2 separate regions of the Capsicum annuum genome follow, and region 1 is linked to region 2. Evidence: chromatin contacts called from public Hi-C data. All regions are on one chromosome and are shown on one strand. The core of a region is the stretch at or near the end of the contact, and the rest is flanking DNA. Distances in the headings are between cores, read along the strand shown.

Evidence for each region. A called contact is a pair of places that touch in the nucleus more often than the background predicts.
Region 1: a contact with region 2 is called in a Hi-C map of leaf, with 4 times the contacts expected there. The contact joins the enhancer-like site here to the promoter of LOC107848343 in region 2. A contact is called at or near these places in 3 of 5 Hi-C or Micro-C datasets (leaf and placenta).

The regions. Positions count from the first base shown.
Region 1 is chr11:189,522,762-189,528,659 of UCD10Xv1.1, forward strand. It overlaps LOC124888539 (a long non-coding RNA gene), which reads right to left. Exons shown (of 2, transcript XR_007046957.1): 2 at 1,211-2,719. Among protein-coding and RNA genes, the nearest start is that of LOC124888539, 6.2 kb to the right of the region's middle. Within about 2 kb of position 1,705, at least 4 of the 5 cell types and tissues checked have an H3K27ac peak or open chromatin away from gene starts, as enhancers often do. A contact at or near this core is called in leaf, where this site is marked.
Region 2 is chr11:189,266,345-189,272,059 of UCD10Xv1.1, forward strand. It overlaps LOC107848343 (adrenodoxin-like protein 2, mitochondrial), which reads right to left and starts at 3,842. Exons shown (of 8, transcript XM_016693094.2): 1 at 3,536-3,842; 2 at 3,354-3,450. The coding sequence starts at 3,613.

The DNA.
Region 1 (5,898 bases), core at 455-2,954, 250 kb after region 2:
GTTGATTCATTTGCTGCCTATTGTCATTATTTACTTGGGTTTGCTTATCTCCTCTTGGTTCAAATTGAAAGGAAACTTTAAACTTGGATATTTTCTGTTGCTACCCGATAGGTCTTTGATTGTGCCCTTACCTTTCCCATTAGAGATATGAGGTATCCCTCATCGATCTATATGGTGGAGATATGAGTAATTTAAGACTAGTACTCCCCCTTTTCCAATTCTAGGAGTGGTTTGAGCAATGGACATTCAGAAATATATAGTATGGGAGGGGAAAGGGCATCCCTTTTGCTCGAAGTGACTGGAGATTAGGGCAATTCCATACAGACAACACAGAGAGAGAGGGCAGCATGATTTTGGACTAGATTGGAGATTAGGGATAGATAAATAAAGATCAGAAAGAGATGAGGGAAGCCCTTCTTCCAGCAGTAACTGAATTTGAAGTAAATTACATATACTTAGAAATTCAAGAGAGGTGAGACTATTGTGAATTTGGATGCTAATATTTTTAGATTGGATATTCTAAGCATTCTAATAAAGAAAGGCAGCTACCAATTCTCACCAGCAAGAATCTCTTTGTCACTGCCATTATGATCGATCCATAACTCTCTGAGACAAGGGAGTCTATGTAAACACCACTCTTTTCGGTTGCTCACCAATTTCTCTAAATTGATGATGATCCAAAGGATTTCAAAATTAAAGGGCTATTCTCCTTCAGGAAAGGACTCTATTTCTGGAAAACTCCACAGTTGTAGTTTATTAAGAGATGGAAGGAGCTCCTGCGTACGTTTTGGTAGCTGCTTAATATCATTTGAGTCCCACATTCCACCGAAAGTATTTCAATATTCTCGCTATTACTAATTTTAATACCTTCAGTCCTAGTAGGGATCACAAACCTAGTAAGGTTGTGGTACCGCTCTACCCTCAAAGTGTGTGCTCTTGGGATCAAACTCGGGCAATATATCACAATCACACAATGTCAGTCTATCGAGAAACATGTTCATTATCCAACTTGATAAAAGAAGTCATTGAAACTTTACTCCTCCTTCTCATAATTGACATTTCATGTTCTTGTTAATGTATAGCATAGTATCCATTAAATATTGGGTATTGAAGAAATCTACAGAATTATGTTAAATCTACAGCTTTCTCCCTAGCTCCACGCATTTCCACTAAAAAGAATACAATACAATGAAAGAGGAGACATAAAAACTAGAGTGAAGAAATTTTACGCAGTATGAACTTAACTAGATATAAATCATTTAATTAGTAATAACTACATCAAGAAACTAAGCAAACAAATTTTTATCCTTGAAGTCTCATTGTTTCTTATACATTTTACATAGCATTTATAGTTTACTCTAACCATTACACCTCAAGGAATTAAGATAACTAAACACAGGAAGTCCAATAATCATGTCATTTTTTAATTTCTGTTGGACAAAGATGTATCCTGAGTAAAAACAACTTTATTGTATCATCATAGGCAAATACCACATTGGCAAAAGCTGGTATACGAAGAAGCCGTCTTGTGTTCAAATCCGTGTGAGCCTAATGCCAAAACCACACTTTGTTGTTTAAGAGAATTTGCTCCAGGACTTTGATGTTCAATAATACACCTTTGAGGAAGATATTTCTAACATGGTATAGGCTTACAAGCCTTGAGACTCTCTTTTCAAGATTCAAAAGCTTTCCACCAACTTGCACTCTTTTGGCAAGACAACTTTTTGGGGTAGTCTTGTCTTTTTCCTCTTTTGTCTAAGTTTGAAAAGTGCCTTACTCCTTTTTGGTAACTTGCTTTTTGGAGGGTTTTTTTTCTTTTTCTACTTTGGTGTTGTCTTGGATTGTTTTCAAGACAAACACAAAGTCCTATACTTCTTTTCTCTCTTCAAGATCAAACAACTTCTTCAACACAACACAAGATAAACACCAATAACAACAACAAGAAACCGTCCACTTAACACCACAACACAACTCAAATCTTGCTCAAGAGCTTGGGTTGTAGACTCAATAATTGTTGAGGAGAAAGAGAACCAACACTAGAAACAAACTAAGACTACTAAACACGCTCAAATCTAGACACAAATCTCGGCCAAACATAACAACAACAAGAAGAATACCCGGCCTAGAACAAGAACACTTCACTCTTTTTTTTGTACTAAGAGAGCCCAAGATTGGTAGTGTAGGAACACAAGAAGCCTTAGCTTTGATACCAAATGATACCTTACAACCCCGTGTGAGCCTAATGCCAAAACCAATAATACAAGCTATTACGTCTATAGTCCTAATGTTCAGTCCAACATACGAACAAAATACCACATAAAAATTAAACCACTTTCCCATAAACTTGACTTAATTAAGAGATGTCTGAAACTTTTCCCTTTCCAAATAATCATTGGGCTTTTCCAAAATCGTGACAATGAAAAAGTAATGGTTTTTCCTTACAATCTAACCATAATGTGCAATATGATTTATATGTTACATTGAACAATTAGTTTTTCCTCATTTTCCTTTGGGATCCATTAGAGTTGTATGTTCCATGTGCAGCAAGGCATGTTTCATCTCAAGTAAAATAAGGTATACGGTTGCATTGTGAAAAAGAACTGAGTTTGAAAATCATTTATCAACATTTTTGATTGCATAGTTCCTGACCATTCATGCTCTTCCTCTGACTCCACGAATTGATGGACTTTAAGTCATTGAAGAACAGATTGAACAACTCCTACAATGACAATTGACAACAGATCAACATTGAAATCAAACTAATAGACAAACAAAGAAGAATTTCTCAAAATTAATTGTCAAGTTATCTAGACATTGGAATATAATAGATCTGTTAAGTAAGACTGCATCATATTTTGAATAGCTTTAATAAGAGAGGACTCTTTCTTGGCTATGCTAATAATTCTAACAAGAGAAAAATTTAGCTTTATCGTAGGTGTACCATGTGTGAAGAGCACTTTGAAGATGTTGGCCACCTTTTTTTGCATTGTAAAGTTACTAATCAGCTATAGAGAATATTTTTGTCAATCATACGCATGTCCTGGTCCATGCCAAAATCCACTAGAGAGCTATTGCAATGTTGGAACGAAAAAGGTGTTAGCCCATATGTTATTGGGCCTTTAGTTTATGGACCTTTAGGTTATTGGCTATGTATATATATAGCCTACTTTTGTTTTAGTTAGTTTTTTATGCTTTTCAGATTATATTGTAAACCTTAGCCTTTCTTTCTTTCAATAAAGTTCTATTAACATGGTATCAAAGCTAGTTTGATCCATGTCCTTTGATTTGTTGGTTGAAGATTTTGTAGCAGCACCTACTGCGCGGATCGAACTAGGTGCTGCTGTATTCGTTTGCTGTCTGGTATTGTTCGTCTTTCGTTCTTTTGCTTGCTGCCATTGTTGTTCGTTCGGAATTGTTCAACCTAGGGTTTTGCATCTTTTTGTTTTTTTGAATTGTTTGTGTGTTGCTGTGTTTACAATGACTGGAAAGGATGATTCTCTCCAGTCCATTAGTACTCAATTAGATGGTAAGAACTATGCCTATTGGAGTTATGTCATGAAGAATTTTCTTCGTGGGAAGAATATGTGGGGTTATATCACTGGAGTAAAACTAAGACCTATCGATGATAAAACTGAAAATTTTGATTTGTTGGTGGACTTATGGGAAACTAATAACTCCAAGATTATCACTTGGATCAACAATTCTGTAACTCAGTCAATTGGTATGCAATTGGCTAAGTATGACACAGCAAAGGAGGTCTGGGATCATTTGGAAAGACTGTACACTCAGTCTAATTTTGCTAAGCAGTACCAGTTGGAGTATGATATCCGTGCTCTTCAACAGCATGATCTCAGTATTCAAGATTTTTATGCTGCCATGTCGGATTTGTGGGATCAATTGGCACTTACTGAATCTGCAGAGTTAAAAGGTTTTGGGCCGTACATTGCTAGACGGGAAGAGCAACGCTTGGTTCAGTTTTTGATGGCACTACGTTCTGACTTTGAGGGCCTACGTGGAACAATCCTTCATCGATCTCCCCTCCCTACTGTTGATTCTGTGGTTCATGAACTAATTGCAGAGGAGACTCGTATCAAGTCTCAAGTGGATAAAGGGTCTAAAGTAACTACTACTCCTGTCGTGTTTGCTGCTTCAACTGATCAGTCTAGGCCACCACGTACTCAGACTCGACAATCTCCTAACGTTGCATTTGATGAGTGTGCATTCTGCAAACAGAAAAATCATTGGAAGGCTCAGTGTCCGTTGTTACTTAACAAGGTCAAACAGCCTCAATCTGGGCAGCAACAGAAATATGGGCAGCAAAAGTCTCCGTCACGCTCCTCTGGTGCTCCTCCATGGTCATCTCGTCCTCCACAGTTCGCTGCTGCTGCACCATCTGTAGATGTTGAGTCTGTTAGCACTATGCCACCTTCTGCGTTGGATCCCCAGGTTTTCGAACAGTTCAGACAGTTCTTCGTTTCTAATCCTACGGCCATGTCAGCATCTATGTCTCATTCGGGTTCAGTTTCTTCTAGTACCTCAGGTATTCCTTCCTCCTTGTGGATATTGGATTCTGGTGCGTCTCATCACATGTCCCCTCATTTGTCATCGTTTGGTTCTTTGTCACCCATTTCACCAATCTCTGTTATGTCCGCGAGTGCTGTACCTATGTCAGTCGAGGGTGTTGGTTCTGTTACTACCCCTCACATTGTCCTCTCTGATGTTTATTACATTCCCAAACTTGCTTTAAATCTTGTTTCGGTCAGTCAGTTGTGTAAGGCTGGTAATTGGGTGTTTTTTTCTGATTCTGTTTGTGTTATACAGGACCAACACACTCAGAGGGTGATTGGGACCGGCCATAGGTTGGGGGAACTCTATGTCTTGGAGAATCTCAAAGTGTCTGCAGTTGCTGCCTCTAGCATAGATTTATCTTCTTTTCGTTTGAGTCCTTTGTCTTCTCAGTTTTATCTTTGGCATTCCAGATTAGGACATGTGTCAGTTTCACGTTTACGTTTTTTGGTCTCTAGTGGTGCTTTGGGTCATGTGAACACTAGTGATATTTCAGATTGTAGTGGTTGTAAACTGGCAAAATTTTCTGCCTTACCGTTTAATAAAAGTGTGTCTTATTCTGTTGCTCCTTTTGATATAATTCATTCTGATGTATGGGGACCAGCGCCAGTATCCACTAAGGGTGGATCGACCTATTATGTTTCGTTTATAGATGACTATACTCGTTATACCTGGGTGTATCTTATGAAACGCAGATCTGATTTCTTTGGCATTTACAACAACTTTAGAGCCCTTGTTAAAACACAACATTCGGCTGTGATAAAGTGTTTCAGGTGTGACTTAGGGGGTGAATATACCTCTAATGACTTCACTCAGTTACTTGCCTCTGATGGTACCATACACCAGTCATCGTGTACCGACACTCCTGAGCAGAACGGTCTGGCAGAAAGAAAACATCGTCATATTGTTGAGACAGCACGCTCTTTGCTTTTGTCTGCAGAGGTTCCTAGTATTTTTTGGGGAGAAGCAGTCCTAACTGCTGTATATGTGATTAATCGTATTCCTACTGCATTGACTTCAGGGATGTCTCCGTTTGAGAAACTATATGGTCACCCGCCGAATTATTCTGCATTACGAGTTTTTGGATGTACTTGCTTTGTTCTTCGTCCTCATGTTGAATGAAATAAGTTAGGGTCAAAATCAGCTATATGTGTGTTTTTGGGGTATGGTATTGGACAAAAAGGATATCGTTGCTATGATCCTGTAAGTCAGAAATTATATGTTTCACGACATGTCACTTTTTTGGAACATATTCCTTTTTATTCCATTCCAGCTAAAACCCATGATGTGACAAAGTCAGATATTCGGCTTATTGATCCCTTTGGGATTAAC
Region 2 (5,715 bases), core at 2,592-5,091:
GTTTCTAGGGGCTGGGCCGGGCACCATCGGGGGGATTGGTGGTGGAATGAAGAGGTGGAGAAGAAAGTGGGGACCAAGAAAAGGGCGTATGCCAAGTTGGTGGAGAGTAAGGACGAAGAGGAGAAGCGGGTAAACAGGAAAGAGTACAAGCTAGCGAGGAAGGAGGCTAAGTCAGCAGTCACGGCAGCTAAGACGGCCGTCTTTGAGAGCTTGTATGCAGGGTTACAGGGGAAAGGAGGGGAGAAAAAGTTGTTTAGACTCGCTAAGGCTAGGGAGAGGAAAGGTTGTGACCTCGATCAGGTGAGGTGCATTAAGGGGGAGGACGGTAGAGTGTTGGTGGAGGACGGCCACATTAAGAATAGATGGCAGTCGTACTTTCATAGGCTCTTGAATGACGAAGGGGATAGAGCAATTGTGTTAGGGGAACTGGAGCACTCAGAGGAGTGTCGGGATTTTAGCTATTGTAGACGTTTTAAGGTAGAAGAGGTTAGACAGGCTGTTCGCAGAATGCGAAGGGGTAGGGCGACGGGGCCGGATGAGATACCGGTGGAGTTTTGGAAGTTCGTTGGAGAGGCTGGTGTAAGGTGGTTGACTGGATTGTTTAATGAAATCTTCAAGACGGCAAAGATGTCCGAGGCTTGGAGGTGGAGTACCATGATCCCTCTCTATAAGAATAAGGGGGACATCCAGAGTTGCAATAACTATAGGGGGATTAAGTTATTGAGTCACTCTATGAAGATCTGGGAGAGAGTGGTCGAGGTGAGACTGAGACGGATAGTGTCTATCTCAGAAAACCAGTTTGGATTTATGCCTGGCCGCTCGACGACGGAGGCAATTATCTGGTACGGAGGTTGGTGGAACAGTACAGGGAAAGGAAGAAGGACCTACACATGGTGTTTATTGACCTGGAGAAGGCCTACGACAAAGTCCCCAGGGAGGTGCTTTGGAGATGCTTAGAGGTGAGTGGAGTACCGCTGGCATATATCAGAGCAATTAAGGATATGTATGATGGAGCGAAAACTAAGGTTAGGACGGCGGGAGGAGACTCAGAGCATTTCACTGTCCTGACAGGGTTGCATCAGGGATCTACTCTTAGTCCCTTTTTGTTTGCGTTGGTGATGGATGTGTTGACGCGGCGTATTCAAGGGGAGGTGCTGTGGTGTATGCTTTATGCAGACGATGTAGTTCTGATAAATGAGACTCGAGGGGGTGTGAGTGACAAATTAGAGGTGTGGAGGCAAACCCTTGAGTCTAAAGGGTTCAGGGTGAGCAGAAGCAAGACAGAGTATGTGGAATGCAAGTTTAATGACGTGAGGCGGGAGAATGAGGTAGTAGTGAAGCTGGAATCACAGGAGGTATGTAAGAGGGAGAGTTTCAAGTATCTCGGGTCTGTGATCCAGAGTAACGGTGAGATTGACGAGGATGTCTCGCACCGTATTGGGGCGGGATGGATGAAGTGGAAGCTCGCGTCGGGGGTGCTGTGTGATAAGAAGGTGCCGCCCAAGCTTAAAGGCAAATTCTACAGGACGGTAGTCCGTCCGGCCATGTTGTATGGAGCGGAGTGTTGGCCAGTTAAGAACTCCCACATCCAAAAAATGAGGGTGGCAGAAATGCGGATGTTATGCTGGATGTGTGGGCTGACTAGAGGGGATAGAGTTCGGAATGAGACTATCCGGGAGAAGGTTGGTGTGACTCCAGTGGAGTGCAAGATGCGGGAAGCCCGATTGAGATGGTTCGGACACGTGAAGAGGAGGGGCATGGATGCACCGGTCCGTAGGTGTGAGAGGCTAGCGTTGGATGATTTTAGGCGGGGTAGGGGTAGGCCGAAGAAGTACTGGGGTGAGGTGATTAGGCGGGACATGGAGCAGTTACAGCTCACCGAGGACATGACCTTAGATAGGAAGGTCTGGAGGACGCGAATTAGGGCAGAGGACTAGGGCCAGTTTGAGGCGCTAGTGTAGGGAATTACTTGGTGGGGGTTGTATTCCTGTTATGAGTCTGTGTTCCATGTCTTATTACGAATCTGTGTGCTTTCCTCTGTTTTATATTACTTATGGGTGTCGTATTTATGTTATGTAATCTTGTGCTGTGATTTACTATGTGTTTGTGTGGTATCTCGTGCCTTGTGCCGAGGGTCTATCGGAAACAACCTTTCTACTTCTTCAGAGGTAGAGGTATGGACTGCGTACATCTTACCCCCCCAGACCCCACTAGGAGGGAATACACTGGGTTTGTTGTTGTTGTTGTTCCATAAACAAAGCCAAAGGAAAAATCCTAATTAGAGTTACTTTTTAACTTCAATTGCAATAGTTGTACCTTAATCTAAAGTAACAAGCCTATTCTAGTTGTTTAGACCATTATGTGCAAAATTATCCTTGAATGAGAGTATGTTATGGATTTCCCAAGAAATTGTTGTGTTCATCCAAAAGTTAATTATATATAGTTTAGTTCACACCATTCACCAAAGATAAAGGTTTGTTTCACACAAATTGAAGGTTTTTTTTTAGAAAGTTGGATAACATAATAAGCACAAATGAGATTAACCCATCAACAAGGACTATTTTATTGGCTAAAACAAAGATGTTTTGAAAGAAAATATGAGAACACTCGTACACCAAAGCATAAATGTATCACTTTTTTGGTGTAAATTAGAACATGTCATATTTGTGGATATGATGATAGATTATCACAGCTTCCTACAGTGATTGCAAAGGATATCAGCTGTATATAATTTTTCACAATCTTTGTCCTCTGTTACAGAATTTAACCATCCTCAAAATATTACAAGTATCTCTACTTCACCCAAGAAAAAAAACAAGATACAAAAATGCTGCACTTTCTCTAAATTCACAAACAAGCCAAGATACAAAAGAAGGCTATAACGTGAGATCCTCCAACACACGCTAATAGCAAAATATTAGTACCACATAAATTGGCACCAATAGCCCAATGCTTCATTCTGCACCTAAAATTGTCTTTGGGTAGACAGTTTATCAACCACTCTTCTTTTGCTTCACACAATTCAACAAGGCATGAACCAATTTCGTTATTGTGTTGATAGTTGCCGTGTCAAGGCTAGCTTTCGTACACCTCAACTAATTCCACAGCATACATCCCACCTCCCATAAGCAACAGGAAACACTGTCTATCAAGACTAGCACAAATGGAAAGAAATCACCTACTAATTTTTTGGCCTCTATTGGGCTTTAAACCTAAAACCTCATAGTTCTCAACTCATTTCATTGACCACTAGACCACATCCTTACGTGCAGGGGCAAAAACAAATATGAAAATAAAAAAAAGCAGTAGCTTTACAAAAGTAACTCAACTCCAGATGTAAATGAAACTCATACCATTGGAACAATTGGATGGTAACAAACCCCAAGTTCGAAACTTCGCTGCGGTATTAATACTCCTAGACGACCCCATTTTCAATAATGATACATGCCCCTACATTGAACAAATACAACTCTTTATTAAATCAACCAAGAATATATAAAAAATATGCACATAAAAACAGAGAGAGGAAGTTTACAGAATCGTGAAGAAGAACAGAGGAGAGAGTAGAGTGATTGAGGCGTTGGGCGATTCGGTGAACATGGAACACCACCATTTTGGTCACCGTCCGGAGAGGAATGGAAACGGGTCGGGTCGGTAGTTTTAAGCTAAATCCCCTTGTAACTAAAACCTCTATTTATTGGGGTTTGTTTGGGAGGGTTCAAAATTACGAAAAAATTTGAGTGGAATGTTCTATAAAAAGAAACAAAAAAAAGGTTGGCATTTGGGATCAACTTGACACCGAAAAAGAAGTGGAAAAACATTCCCCAAATTCTCAACCATCACAACTTATTCATAACCTCCCACCATTTCATTATAATTGGTGATTTTACTAAAAATATTTATTTCTTATTTTAATTTAATTATTTTATTTATAAAATTAAGAGATTTTTATCATATTTTTTTAATATTATCATATCATTACATGACTATATAAAACGTATAATACTTAAATTTATAAATAAAAAGTCAAATTTAATAAAATAAACTCCTTATAATTTTTTTTAATTTTATGCTTTAAAATAATGAGCCACGTGGCTAACTTACCGCAATGAGCCACGTGGCTAACTTACCGCAAATACCAAGAATGGTAATCTTTGTAGCCGTTTGTCTATGAAAACTAAAATTTTTCGGAGTTAGAGTTGAAGTTGGAGTTGTGTTTGGCATGTCTTTTTTGAATTTATTTTTTTAAATATGATTTTATGCTCCAACTTTTACAAACTATCAAAATCACCCAACTAAAATTATAAGGAGAGGTCATGTATTAGCATTCCAAACACGATATACGGGTCTAAAGAACAACGGTTTCATATTCCCAGGTTGATATCCATCGCCATATCCAAGAGAAAGAAATGAACATGGCGAAAGACCTCACCCATAACGACAGAGTATCCGAAAAGGCAAGAGACAATTTAGACGCACATAGGATTCTTCATCAGCGACAAATAAGCTCAGCTTCTTAAATTAAACAACAACTCATACTAGATCATTTTTATCCAAACTAGTTGGAGTTGGTTGTATGAATCCTCTAAGTTATAAATTAAAATAAGGAACAACTTAGCACTAATATATGAATCCTCTATATTCTTTTCCAGTAGGGCCTATTTTTCCACCTTTCATTAAGGTGTTTCCAGATCCTCAAATCGCCAATACAAATTCAAATCATTGATTCATTAAAAAGTTATTGGTGAAAGTCTTCCGGTTCAATCTAATGCAGTAGCTTTCTCACAATTCTGAACAGATTTTTCATGCAATGACCACAGGCCATAACAACTCACGCCATTTTTGTATGTCACAACACCTCATTATAGCAAAGATCATAAGATGTGACCTCCTGCAGCATCTATTCGCAAGTTTTAAAGCTTTCATTTAAAAAACACACTTCACAAGTCTTATGACTCCAATATGCCATTTGTTTTTATTTGTTTGTTGGTAGTTAGTTACAGTTATAAGGAGAGCTTTATGTAAAAATTCAAAAGATTGGGGTTATATGTAATAATAATAAAAGTTGGAATTGGAGTTGGAAAATTGTGAAAACACCAAAAACCTGTTTTCCCTTTTCAGAAAAATTTTTCGAAATTATTTTTCGAATTTTCATGGCCAAACACCACAATTCCAACTCCAGAAAAATTTTTCGGAAAAAAATAATAATTTCATAGACAAACGGGCCCTTAAACTATTAGAAACGATTGAGCTAGGACTAGTTTTGTTTATTTTTATTTATTTACTGTATTAAAAATAGATAGCAATCTTACTTGTTCAATATAGAAAAGTAAGAAATCGTCCATCACTTAATTTCTAATTTGCTCTTATTAATTATTAACTATAATCATTCTTAATGTTTTTTTTTTTAAATAAAGGTAATTAATTCTCAATGTAATTTTCAAAGTATTGACTTTATTATATTCAAAAAATAATATAATACTTTCTTTATTCATTTTTATTTGTCACTTATTTTTAAAATGAAAATCAAGAAAAAATAATTAATTATATCAATTATTTTTTTTAATTGGTGTGCAAAATCAAAATATAACAAGTAAAAGTGAATCAATATACATAAAACATTGTTGCACCATACTAATTTTAAGAATAGTCACTTACTAGCCTCGGAGAGAGTAAATTGCCATTTATTTACTCCCTCTAGTCCATATTAATTCA